Linked DNA regions of Danio rerio: region 2 is linked to region 1. Evidence: chromatin contacts called from public HiCAR-type data. All regions are on one chromosome and are shown on one strand. Each heading gives the region's core, a stretch centred on a gene start, on an enhancer-like site or on the middle of the called end of the contact. The rest is flanking DNA. Distances are from core to core; before and after follow the strand shown. Region 1 holds the start of slc4a11 (solute carrier family 4 member 11). Region 2 holds the start of rpia (ribose 5-phosphate isomerase A (ribose 5-phosphate epimerase)).

Region 1 (6,536 bases), core at 2,406-4,905:
TAATTACATACATGTATTTAATCAAGCATACGTACACAGTAAAAACATGTATTTACACAATAAGTACATTGTAACAAACTCCTATGTAAGTACATATTAGTTAAGGCCTCTTAATACAAAGTGGGACCAAATATTTCAATAATTGAATCTGTTTAATAAATCTGTTTTGTTTAAATCCACCAAAATCCATTGCCCATATTCACTGAGAAATAGATACAAATATTTATTTAAAAAATTAAGTGTACTCAATTACACTGAGTAGGCTTAAAATGAAAGATTACACTGTAGACGTTGAAATAATTAAAAGAAAAAAGAAAAACGAAGATAGTCTATGTGCCATTTAATCATTCTTCAAACTGTTGAAGCTGCAGTTGTAATTACACAAGTTTGTGAAATTATTAAACTGTATTTGCCACCATAGTTTAGTTAACAATGCCTTACAGAAATGCATCTGAGATCAGGAATAGTGATTTCAAAACTAGCTTTTGCTTTTATTCTGAGTGCTAACTGCATCAGTGAACAGACTGTGGGCAGTCTGCTGGCATGCCATCAGAGGATCGCCTGACTGTAATGAAGAAGAAACCGTTCTGATAATAGATCTATGAAATCCCTCACAGAGTAAGGTGCAAATCAGTATACCGATCTTCACACATTCATTTAAAACAACCTTTCATGCCAATTTGCAGGGAAATCCTAAAGCGGCAGCCATTTGTGCGAGTGCTTTTAGATGAATTTCATACGGCAGGGATGTTTCTGTAGCGTGCGCTTCGGCTGATGCGTCCATCTCCTGGTGTGAAGGGAGCAATCACTGGGTGACCCTGATAGTGATCTATGCATACTCTACGGCGTTATAGAGATGTAGGTGAGCCAGCGTCTCCCTCTGACTAAGCTGTAGAAGAAAATACGCAGAGCGGCGTTTGTGTGTGAAAAAAGCAAAGCACACCAAACCTTAACAGAAAATCAACATCTAGGTAATACCACAATTATAGCATCAGATATTGCTCTGTTTATTCAATTTTATCCAGTATAAAACCCTCTTGAGCTTAGAAGAGAGATTGAGAGAGGTGGACGTCAGGATCCAGTGACCGCAGTACTAACGTGCTTCAACATGACAGCCGTCTTTAATCACGCGCCACCAGGGGAACGCGCAGCTTAAATGTGTTTGCATGGACACTATTGTCCTGTACACCAAGGGAATACAGATTTTCCTTTCCTTCATATCTCGGCTGCTCTGGTTTTGTGAGAGCTCTGCTGGGGGATTCCTGCTAATTGCTTGCACATTCCCTTCTTCCTCTATTAAAGCCAGGCCACTATTCCCCCCTTTACAATCTACAGTACCGCTCCTGCAAAAAAAGAGAAGACCAAACCGGAGACAAAGCACAAGTGAGGGAGAACAGAAAAAGGATACAGCTATATCACAAGCGTCCTTGCGTGGATTGCAAATTGGGAGAGAAAAAGGATAACTGTTTGACATTTAAAGGCAGTGATGGCATCTATTTGGTTATACAGCAGTCTGAGCGTGTGTGTTCTAGTGTATCAGAAAGGTGACATGCGCATCTGTCTATGTATGCATGTCAGAAAAGTGGCATGTGTGAGGTTTCTCCCCTGGCGCACGGGCAGCTTCGCAATCAAAGGTCGGAATTCATCAACACTGGCATCCTCTGACATCTTGAAGCAATCTAACGTTTACTCCAGGGGTGGGCAGGGGGGCGCGTCTGTTTGCCTGAGTGTGGGTGTTTGTGTGTGGATGCGAGAGGGGGTTCCTGACATTCGTGAACACAAAGTAGAGGACGGAGCTTTTGTAACTTTTTTCCCGTGAGCTATATTTAATCCATTACGGAAGAGCAGAGGCATGCCTATCTGCGATCAGACTTTGAGTTGAAGAGATGCCCAATTAATTAGTCTCGCGCACAACAACACACAGCACTCGGCCAAGTCTGACATTGTGTGCATTTTTAGGGCCTCTAAAAATATCCATGTTTTGACCACGTCTGAGGGTCAGGCAGATCAACCTCTCCATCATGTGAATGTCTGCGACGGCTTCGCACTCACAGACGCCACTCTTTGTATGGGAGAAGATGCCCATATGGCTGTTTTACAGCGCACCGTAAACAGAGAAGATAAACAGAGGAATGTGTGATTCTAATTTCCTCCTTGCAGACTGTAATGTACAGTGGGTGGAAGACAAATGGAGAATAGAAAAAGTCATTGCATTGCCAACCTCTCTGGGATTTGGCTGATGACTGTACACACACACAAATAATTGCCACACAAAGTCAATCGGCCCTCCAGAAAATAACATCTATTCATATCCCACCATCTGCAAGTGCAAATGGGTTATTTCACACGCAAACACAATGGGAAATCATAAATAAAGAAATTTGGGGACAAAATGTCCACCTTTCGTGTGTGTGTGTGTGTGTGTGTGTGTGTGTGTGTGTGTGTGTGTGTGTGTAATGAGAGGCTAGTGAACAATCCTGAGGCTTGTTACAGTCATAAAAAAGACAGAGGACATCGCTTATTATATTAGCTTGTCGTTAATTTAATTCGATCCATCCGTTCATCCATTGGAGCAACTTGTAGCGATTGCTCGCTTATATGAAATTGCATATGAGAAAGTTCTCAAGCGGGTACAGTGACCTGCTCCAATGACATTGAGATTCTCTGGAAATGATGGTATTGACAGAGTGCCACCGCGATTATCCACAAGCCGAGATGGCCACAAAGTAAGTGTCAATTACAACAGGCTGATCAAATGCGCACTTGATGCTGTGTGTCACACACGCACACGAAGAAACACACATAATCATGCGAGGAGAGAAAATTGAGACATCAACTGATTTTGAAGTTCAATCCCTTAGGCGGAGGATGCAAATCACAGTCTCATTATGGACGTTTGTGTATGTGTGTGTGTGTGTATTGGGGGGAAGACGAGCACAAGATTTAGTGTCTTCCCACATCTATTACCTACTGTGTTTACACTGAGTGAAGGGAAAGGACAGCGATGTAGGTGCACTTGACAGAGCGTGTGTTGCATGCGATATTAGACCGACTTCTCACAATGAGACAAACTGAACAGCAACATCGCGTACAAATAAGACCTGCTCTCCCAGAGGACTACCAGCTACACATACCCGCTCATTCTCACGCGCACGCACACTCCAACAACGCCTGATCAAGGTTTTGTTCCTAGCGCTGCCTTACAGGTACTTGATTTTGATCTGTGTTTAGCATCAGTCTCTTTTCCCACATCTCCCTCTCCCTCATTCGTGTTTCAGCACGTGTGTGTGCAGGTATCTGAAAGTGTGTGATGTCGTTTTTCCTATTTTCTCGACTGATTAACAGCATGAAAGCGTTTAACGACAAAAAAGCAGCATTCCAGCATAACGCACCCCCCCAAAAAAACAGCAGCAGGCATGTGAGAAAAACAATCCACAGACCTGCAGGATTCAACAGAGGGAAAACTTACGACAACACACAGATACACATGCATCCTCTGCGCTGCACATGTTTAGCACACACTCTCAAATTTCAGGAAACCCTCAGATGCTCAGTCGTGACAGCGCAGAAGCATGTCCATATGTGTGTGTGAGTGAGAGTGCATGTGGTTCTTACCGGATGGCACAAAATGAAGAACTTTGTTTGCTTCCATCATTCCCTTGTCAACCCATAATCATCCTGTAGTCCTGACACTAATGAGGGCAAGATCACCTCTGCTCCGGTCTCCTGTCTCTCTGCTCCTCTCTTCACTTCTACCTCTCCCTCTCTTTCTCTCTCTCTCTCTCTATCTATCTTTCTTTCTCTCTCTCTCATTCCTCAGACATATTTAGTGAGTCAGCCTTGCCCTGCCTCCGCTGAGCTGTGACTCTGGGTCCTAAAGCCTATGTTTCCTGCATTTCTCCTTTCACTTTGTGTACCTGATGTTTACGATCATAAATCGTCACGACAAAATCTGCCTGACATTTATTTTACTTTAAGGTTAGAGATGTGCATTTATGTCCAATAGTAGTCAATAAATGGTGCTTTCTGCAAAATGTTAAGCAATGTGCGACATGTGGTGTCTGTAAGTTTACATACTGATGTCACTGTAATGATTTTTGTTTATTCCACAATATGGGACATCATGTCTTTCTAGCATCTACCCAAATTAATACATAGAAATGAAGACCTGGTGCATGTTTTGATGCTGTCATTTTTGTTGTGGTGCTTCTGGATTATTTGATGAGGTCATTTTTTTGAGGAAGACATGCTGAAAGAATGTTTCAAAGAGATGTACTGCCATCATGGCTCCTGAAACGTGATAGATTAGATGGCACATATATTGTAAGCAGATTGTCTTCAGTTTGTTGTGTAGGGAGCTGTACTGTTTCCAGGTAAAGTCTGATGTATGATTAAATAGACGCGAGCGTGAAAAGACCAATTAAAAAAGAGAAAGCAATTCAGCACGACAATAGCACAACGACTGCTGCGTTTGATTAAAAATTGAATGCCAAACATTCTGTCTATTTAAGTCAACTGATAACTTTTTTAATGAAAACGTTAATTTTGTTTAAGATACAACATATTTTTGCACTCTTAGTTCTCCCAACAATGTATATTCTGAAATTTGCTTTTTATAGCCATAAAATAGAAGTCAATGGTAACCAAAGCCGCATGATTACCAACATTCTTCAATAGATCTGATTTTGTCTCCACAGACAAAACAAAGTCATACATTTTTGATTGGAATGAGGGTGAGTAAATGATCACAGCATTTCTATTTTTGTAAAGATGATCCTTTACAGGCTCAAATTACAAACAAACTGTCCACAAGTTTGAACAGGGATTGAACAATTAGAATTAAGGTGTAGAGGATGATGATGAAAAAAGTTGTGATTCATTATAACAATAGAAAATAAATAAATATAATAATCAAGAAGATTTATTTATTCAATTTCCTTTGACTTATTCTCTATTTCAGAGGTGAACGAACTATTTATTCCAGCATACGTTTAACACAGCTGATGCCCTTCCAGCCACAGCCCAGTACTGGTAAACACTCATCCACACACATCCACTCATAGACTGGCCAATATAGTTTATTCATTCATTCATATATTCAATGTCCTTCGGATTAGTCTCTTTATTAATCAGGCGAAATTAACCGCCAACTTATCCAGCACATGTTTTTTGCAGCTGATGCCCTTCCAGCCGCAACCCAATACTGGAAAATACCGATACATACCAGCATATACACACTTATTATTTAGCTTATTCAATTCACCTATTTGGATTGTGGAGGAAACCAGAGCACCCGGTGAAAACCCACTGGAACACGTAGAGAACATGCAAACTCCACACAGAAATGCCAACTGGCCCAGCTGGGACTCAAACCAGTGACCTTCTTGCTGTGAGGCGACTGTGCTAACCACAGAGCAACTGTGCCACTACTGAACAAGAAGATAATAAAAAAAATTAACTAAATACAAACCACCTGGTGCTAGGACTTCAAAAATGACTGTTTGCTTCAATTTCAATGAAATAAATGTTTTATCTAGATAAGCATTCCATAAATTTTGTACGTTAAAGGGTTTTGTGGTACTAACATATATGTATAATGTAATAATCCTTTTATTACTTTCTAGCAACATTTAGAGCATCGAAATATATACACTGTAAAACCCAACAGTCAACTTTATCAAATGAAATGAATGTAGTTAACTCAAAATTTACTGTAAGTTACTCATTTAAAAAGAGTTTTGAACTTATTGTTTAGGGTAATGAGTGAATTCAATACCTCATTAAATAGAGTAAGTTCACAGTTCTCGTATAGATTCGTTTTTTTTACTCAAATAGTTTGTTACAATCGGTTTCCTCAAATGGTTTGAGTTGCCTTAATTTATCAATTTAAGTTATTTTTATTTAATGGGTTTTACTGTGCTCAAATTGCTTCATTTAATCAAATGGATTAAGTTCACAGTACTCATTAGGAATTATTTTGGAACTAAAATGGTTTGTGGCAGTCGGTTTCCTCAAATGGTTACCTTAACTTACCTTAACTTTTTGGGTTTTACAGTGTATATAAATAAAGTATTTTTCCAACTCAAACTCTTAAATGTCTCAAATGTCTCTGAAACTCTCAAACATCATATATCTTGAATGCTTAATTGGAAATAGAAAGGTAATTAAAATGTTCACTGCTATTAAAAAATACTATTTTCCAAATTTGATATAAAATACATATTTTGCTTAATATATCCGCTCTAAAACTGAAAAACGAAAGGAAAGTAAGCCAAATATACATACATTTTAAAAAGTTGTTTCAAATTTGAAGTTGATATCTCAAAACAAGCTTTCAGTAAGACTGCGAACTGAGTGTGAGTGTTTTCCCAAGACTTTTTGAATCATGCATATTTATTTAATTGTATTTTTATATTGTGTATTCACATAGCAATAAAATAAAAAGTCCAAACAAAAAATAAAAATTGTTCAAGGCCGAACACCAAAAGGTTAACAAGCCAAAGAACTAGTCGAAAAATAGGACCCTGAAGTAGAAA
Region 2 (6,536 bases), core at 2,371-4,870, 160 kb before region 1:
AATGCCATCAAAGAAGCACTCTGCTAAATGTAATTACAAAAGCTGTTGTTTCGGACAATGACTTCCCCTTTAAAACTATTTTAGTCTAAACAGACTGAGAATTCTTTTTTTTATTATTATTTCTGCATTTTTATTTACTTGCATTTTTCAGTTATTTTATGCTGTTGTGATGTCGTCTTTAAGATGTGATACACAACACAGCACCAGTCTTCATGGCATGCTGTAGGCTAAACTCACCTCAGGATGTCGGTCTAAATCAGACAGAGGGAGACCATGCTGCAGAATCAGCTGACGGGCCTGGATCAACAATTCAACAGTTACACACAAACACAGACGTTTTCTACCGTTTATAGCTATAAAAACAACAGGTTTTACTCGCCTGGAATGATGTGGGAACACACACAATATTCAGCTTTTCCTGTCTGACCTTCTCAGCTAGAAAGCAAATATCATGCTTTAAGAAATAATCATACAAGTATGAGAACACAATGATATATTAAATGTCTTACCCAGCCTGTCCACCGCATAGACAATAGTTGAGCCGCTGCCCACACCAATTACCTGATTATTCTAAAAGAAAGAAACAGATGTCAATTTAATATCATAAAACCACCTGAAAACCTTGCATTCATCAATATCTTTAATATTTTTTACTATTATTTGCATTTTTTTTTCCATTTAACACTTTAAAAAAAAAATTCAATTACTTTTTTATATACTTTTTAACATGAACATCTTGTACAGATTTTTTTTATTTATAGTTCTGCATTTACTTAGGAATTATAAAAATCTAAAGTTTAGGAAAAAAAACTTATTTTTTTAAAAAGCTTTAAAAAGCTACTATAATAAATGTATTTTCCATTGTTCTTTCATGATAGTGAATACACTAATGGGCAATTATTTTAATTGTTACCCATTTCTCTTTCTTTCTAAAATTCAAACAAAAAAGTAACATTTTGACAACTATGCTAAAACAAATGTGCTGGTTTTCCTTGTAAGAGAGTCAGTTGAACTCCTACAGTAAATGATTTAACCTTCAAAATGTCTGCATGCTGCTTTATCTTGAAAAAACAAAATGGAGTTGAGTATATTGCCATATCAGCTTCCCTGGCTATTTCATGGCAAATTTGGAAGCATTTTTTAACTAGCACTTTTCAATTATAAAAAATTATATCAATGAAAAAAAAAAACCAACAATAAAGAACACATGAAACACAAAAAAGAATGCAAGACTTCTGTTAAAATTGACCATTTTTGAATTAAAAAATAATTCCTTTCATTGTCTTATAAAAAAATAAAAAATAAAATAATAATAATAATAGTAATAGTAATAATAATAATCGGGCATTGCAAAACATAGGTTGTTATGGCAATATTGACATTTTGGAGCACCTTCTTTGAGTAGATGTCCATGTGTAATTTTAGCTTGTCCAATATGTAATCTCGTATAAACCATCTCAACTTGTTTTTAGTTAAAATAATTGTTTGATTTTATTCCTACTTAGGGCTGGATGTTAAAAAGTTTATTGTTTGAGTGCTGCTTTCCATTTAGAATGTAGCTTTTTAATTAGCATTTTCAAGTCTGAAGGTTATTTACACATCACTTAAGTAAATGTTGAATGATTGAGAATAATTGGATCAGTCCACCATGATGACATTAAAACACGAGTAAGAAGAAGCTTAACCTTACATTCCTGTAGATTCAATATCATGAGTTTGATTCTAATCGAATAGATCTACATTGTGTATGTATACCTTGAATTTGGGTTATCGTTACCTGAAAAATATGTAATATGCAATATTGCTGTTGAGTACTGCAAAAACATTATCTCTTATGGTTATAAAATTGCCCTATTTTTTAAGCTTTAAAAACAGTTATGTAATGATCATACTAAAATAAACAAGCAATAATTTAATAAAACATTTGCAAAAATCAAAAGGTGCAAACATTTACATTCACTTTGGAATACAAGAATTTAAAGTATTTTTATTTGTACTGTTAGAGGGATAATAATAATAATAATAATAATAATAATAATAATAATAAAACATTTGTTCTACTTATTCTTTTTTACTTTAAAACCCAAATGTATTGGAAATAATCAAGGGTTGTAATATAAGGTAATATACCTGAGGATTAATAAAATAATAAATAATTACTTCAAAGCATTTTCAGTCTCACTTTCTTGCAACGTTCAGGCAGAAGTTCTGTTTTGGCCTACAATTTATTTTATTTCATTTATTTTCATTTGATTCATTTATTTTACCTCTCTGTAATATGAATATTGCATGTACTTTTATTGCGATGACAATAATAATTTTCTGAAATATTGTGCAGCCCTAATAGAAGGTTCATCTTGGAGAAACAAAATTTTAGAATCACCCATATACCTCTATGCAAAGTAATTTAAGGTATGGCTGCACAATAAATCATTTCAGCATCGATATCGCAATGTGATCATTGGCAATAATCACATCTCAGGATTTGCAATGTTGAGTCTGGATTATAATAAATTAAAAATTTTAATGTGTTTCTGATGCCAGTGAATGTGTGGGGATTTTTAAAAGCATTCAAACATAAGAATTTGTACGGTTTGTAACTTTAATAAAGATTCATTTTATTAAAGTATTTTTATTATTCAATTACTGTACCTGAATACTGTTAGACTCTGTAAAAAACAATAAAACATTGCTTATTTCAATTGCATCTTTTTAAACTATTGATCTATGCTTGTAGATGTTTATTATAATCTGTGCAGATGCACTTCTCCACAGAATGAGTCTAAAATTATTAATTATTTTCAAACAGAGATGTTCAAGTCATTTGGTCAAATTGTATTCATGATGACGCAATATATATTGCAGAATGACAAAATGTCGCAAAGTTCGATTTTTCCAATATCGTGCAGCTCTGATTTGTACCACTGAGTGTGCTACAATCAATAATATAATGTAACGTAACACGAGAGACTGCAGCAGTAAACCACGTAGCTATTTCCAAGCATGCTAATCGCTATAAAGGTTTATTTTGAGCAGCTTTGGCATCCTTATATCACCTAGCTTACTAAATGTGTGAAGCAATCCAATGCGTAAACAAACAAGCTCGCTCGCTCACTTCACAGTCGCTGACTTCACTTACATATGACATGTAGCATCATAGCTAGCATGATTCAAGCTACAGTGCGACAGCGTACACTAACTACAAACTGAACTGTCAGAAAAAAACGCAAATGTAAGCCAGCAGAACTTTGAATTTACAGTAAATAAATAACGTTATATAAATTGACATGCGTGAAGTCTGCCACGCGTGTTCAGTCACGCCTCCTGAAGTGTTTAATACTCCTTTTTTAGACCGCTAAACTTATGTAATTTCTAGATTTATGTAATATATGTCACGTAAAAAAGATAGATACTGAATCTCACCTGTATGTGGTTGTCCACAGCAGCATAAGCCGCCAGTTTCTTGGCCTCTTCAGCCATGCGAGAGCAGTAGAGCCGCCTGCTGCTGTTGATTAGTCGCACGTGTTTGCCCGGTGGAGAGAAGAAGTGGAGGAGAGATCTGAATCTGTAGCTGATCTGAGCGAACACAACCCTCCTCATCACACTGCGCGCTCACTGTCAACACGAGCGTGACCGCGCAGAGACCAAACTAACCGGACCGTGAGCGAAGGGTTAAAGGACGATCAAAACCAAACCTGTCAGATAACAGGAGTCAGGTGTTCTGCTGGACGCAATATCAGAGCAGAGTCCAGTAAGAAAGGTCGGTTCCTGAAGGAATTGTTCACTTGAGTCGGTTCAATCAGTTGACTCAGTGGCAAGCGGTTTCAACATTTAAGGTACCATTTTCATGCTACTAAAATTCTACTTGTGTTGGCCACTGGTTCTATATTATTCTTAAGGAACTACTCTGTGCATTTAAGAAATGCAGTACGTATTCATCACTAGCTGTTAGTTGTTTGTTGTAGATAGATAAGCTACTGATAACTTTATCAATAGAAACTGATATAAGCTACTAAATCAATAGATAGGCTACATATTCATGATGCAGCACTTACTGATTATTACTATTCAGTGTAAGAATTTGTGTTTTACTTGTAAGATTTTTAATCTAGTCATAATCAATAAATTTTGCATAATTACTAATGACAATCACGTGATTCTGGTGGCCTGCAAAATTCTGATGGAGGGCAGGAAGTAAAAAACCTGAATAGGAAACATAGAGGAAAGTCTGCATTTTAGTAAATTCTACCATATTTTAAAGGAGATTTATAAGGAGAAAATAGCCACATGTGGAGGGCACGATCATGAAGAGGGCCGCGTTTTTAACTAAACTAAAATAAATTTCCTGGTCAGAGGCAATGGATACTGTATAAGCTTTTACGCTACATGAAAAAATACTATACTAAAGACTATAGTATAGTGTTTGGAAGCATGCTAAAGATACTTGAATTAAATTGTCATAGTAAATATATAGTTGCTGTGGTACGACACAACTGCAGTAATTAACAAATTATTCAATAGGCTTACAAACAGTTTTCTATGCTACAATTATACACCATCACAATGATCCACAGTTTACACTAAAGTTACAGTATTAATTACAGTTTATCAGGTCACTATACAGTATTCTGTAGCATTCAAAAACAAAGAGTTGTACACATTATAAATTACTATAGCTTTTTTCCCCTATATAAGCAGACAGATATGCAATTTAAACAATTATAAACAACATAAAACAGAAAAAAATTTATGTTCTGTTTTGAAGTTCTGATGTTCCTATATAGAAGAATCACTTCCTGCCCTCTATCTGAGTCTTGCGTGTTATCAGTGACGTCATGAAAACAACCAATAGTAAGTTTATTAAACAAGAACCAGTACCCAAAAAATAACTACTAAAATTATTAGTAGTATCTATTAAAATGAAGCCTTCATTTGCAAAAACAGGTAACCACCCTTTTTAGAAACTTTCAGAAATTGAGTTGTTTGTCTGTCATTTTTAGAAATTATGTTGTTTTGCAATTGTAGGCCCACTCTTCAATGCACAACATAAACATATCTGAAAATCACTAAGAACAGAATCATCTGTTTTTGCAAATAAACTCATAATATATGTTAGAATCTAACAAAATGTAGCCTGTTATTTGAGTAGGCTACTAGGACTTAATTTATCTGTCAATCATTTGATGTTAATATATTACAAACAAGCCAGTAATTTTTGTGCTAGTACCAATTCAGGCAGTAGTACGTTTACTAGTAGCCTACTTATTCAAAATGGACACTTGTACACTTTTTGAATTGAACTCAGCTGTAGACATTCCAAATAAATGATAGTATAAGGCCTTTAAAGAAGCTGGTGAATGTTAAGATATAAAGTAATAATATAGTTACAGTATAGTAATAATTACTAATCGCTAAATATTTTCTAGTAATAACTGCTTATATATGTAATTAGTTTTGTTGACCTTATCCTGCACTGCAGAGGTGTGCTCATTTTTGTTTTAGAACTTCATCCAGTCTTTAACATCTTTAATACACTCAGTTAGCTTAGACAGTTCATAGATTTAGTTGCTTATGGAAGAAATAACTAGGAATAATAGGAATAAAGAAACTACTTGCTCTACAAACAAGTGTGCTCATGACTATATAAAAAATAAAATAATATAGTAGGAAAATGCCAGTTTGTAACATTAAGCAGCATAACAAGCAGATTATAATGTCTAAAAGTCAATGGAGATAAATCAGGATTTCTGCAGGTTTCATCAAGTCAAATTTAATACTTTTAAGACCATTAAGAATGAAATTTTAGACTTATAGAAGGGTAAAGACTAAGAATTTTTTTCCTAATGAACCGGTATTGTTGGTCATTGGATGGATGTCGGCCCGACAGAGTATATCTTCACTTGGGCAAAGCAAAATGAAGACATGTTTAAAACGATTTAGAACCTACAACACAATATTTCAGTGAATTTAAGACTTTTTAAGGCCTAAAAATTCATTTTTAAGGACTTTTTAAGACCCAGCATACACCCTTTAAATGAGACTGGAAGTCAAACCAAAAGATTCCGGCTGTGCCTGCTTGTACGTGAAGAATAAGGTCAATAGATTAAATGTTAAAATGGCTTGCCATATAGATTAATCTGTTTCTGACCTTTCTTTGCTTTGTTTTGCTTTGTTTTGTTTTTGTTTTGTTTTTATCTGCATTCGAAGTGAATCAATTTAACTAATCAAATAGGGTGAAAAAGTAGGTTACTGTATACTAAAAAGCTAATTGTGGAAGACAATTTGCTCAAGCTGCAAAATGAGGAAGAAATGTGATTTGTTATGGGAATGTTGTTAGTGCCAGATGGGTAGGTCTGAGTTTTTCATATACTTATAATCTACTGCATTTTTCTGATCGACTGGGCCACAGCCATGAGAACGATAAAACTAACCAATGAAAGGCAGTTCTGTTGATTAAAAAAAGTCTGTAAGAGAGAATGGCCAGACTGGGTTAATTAGCAACAGTAACTCACATAACCACTCCTTACAACAAAAGT

Evidence for each region. HiCAR-type assays count read pairs that join an accessible place to other places.
Region 2: a contact with region 1 is called in a HiCAR-type map of caudal fin, with 7 times the contacts expected there. The contact joins the promoter of rpia here to the promoter of slc4a11 in region 1. A contact is called at or near these places in 4 of 18 Hi-C or Micro-C datasets (caudal fin, embryo, hematopoietic stem cells and 1 more) and 1 of 4 datasets of contacts at active chromatin or transcription factors (caudal fin).

The regions. Positions count from the first base shown.
Region 1 is chr13:14,171,509-14,178,044 of GRCz12tu, reverse strand. slc4a11 (solute carrier family 4 member 11) reads right to left here and starts at 3,655. Exons shown (of 20, transcript NM_001159828.1): 1 at 3,616-3,655. The coding sequence starts at 3,655.
Region 2 is chr13:14,330,982-14,337,517 of GRCz12tu, reverse strand. rpia (ribose 5-phosphate isomerase A (ribose 5-phosphate epimerase)) reads right to left here and starts at 3,620. Exons shown (of 9, transcript NM_001007289.1): 1 at 3,424-3,620; 2 at 510-570; 3 at 380-435; 4 at 238-297. The coding sequence starts at 3,600.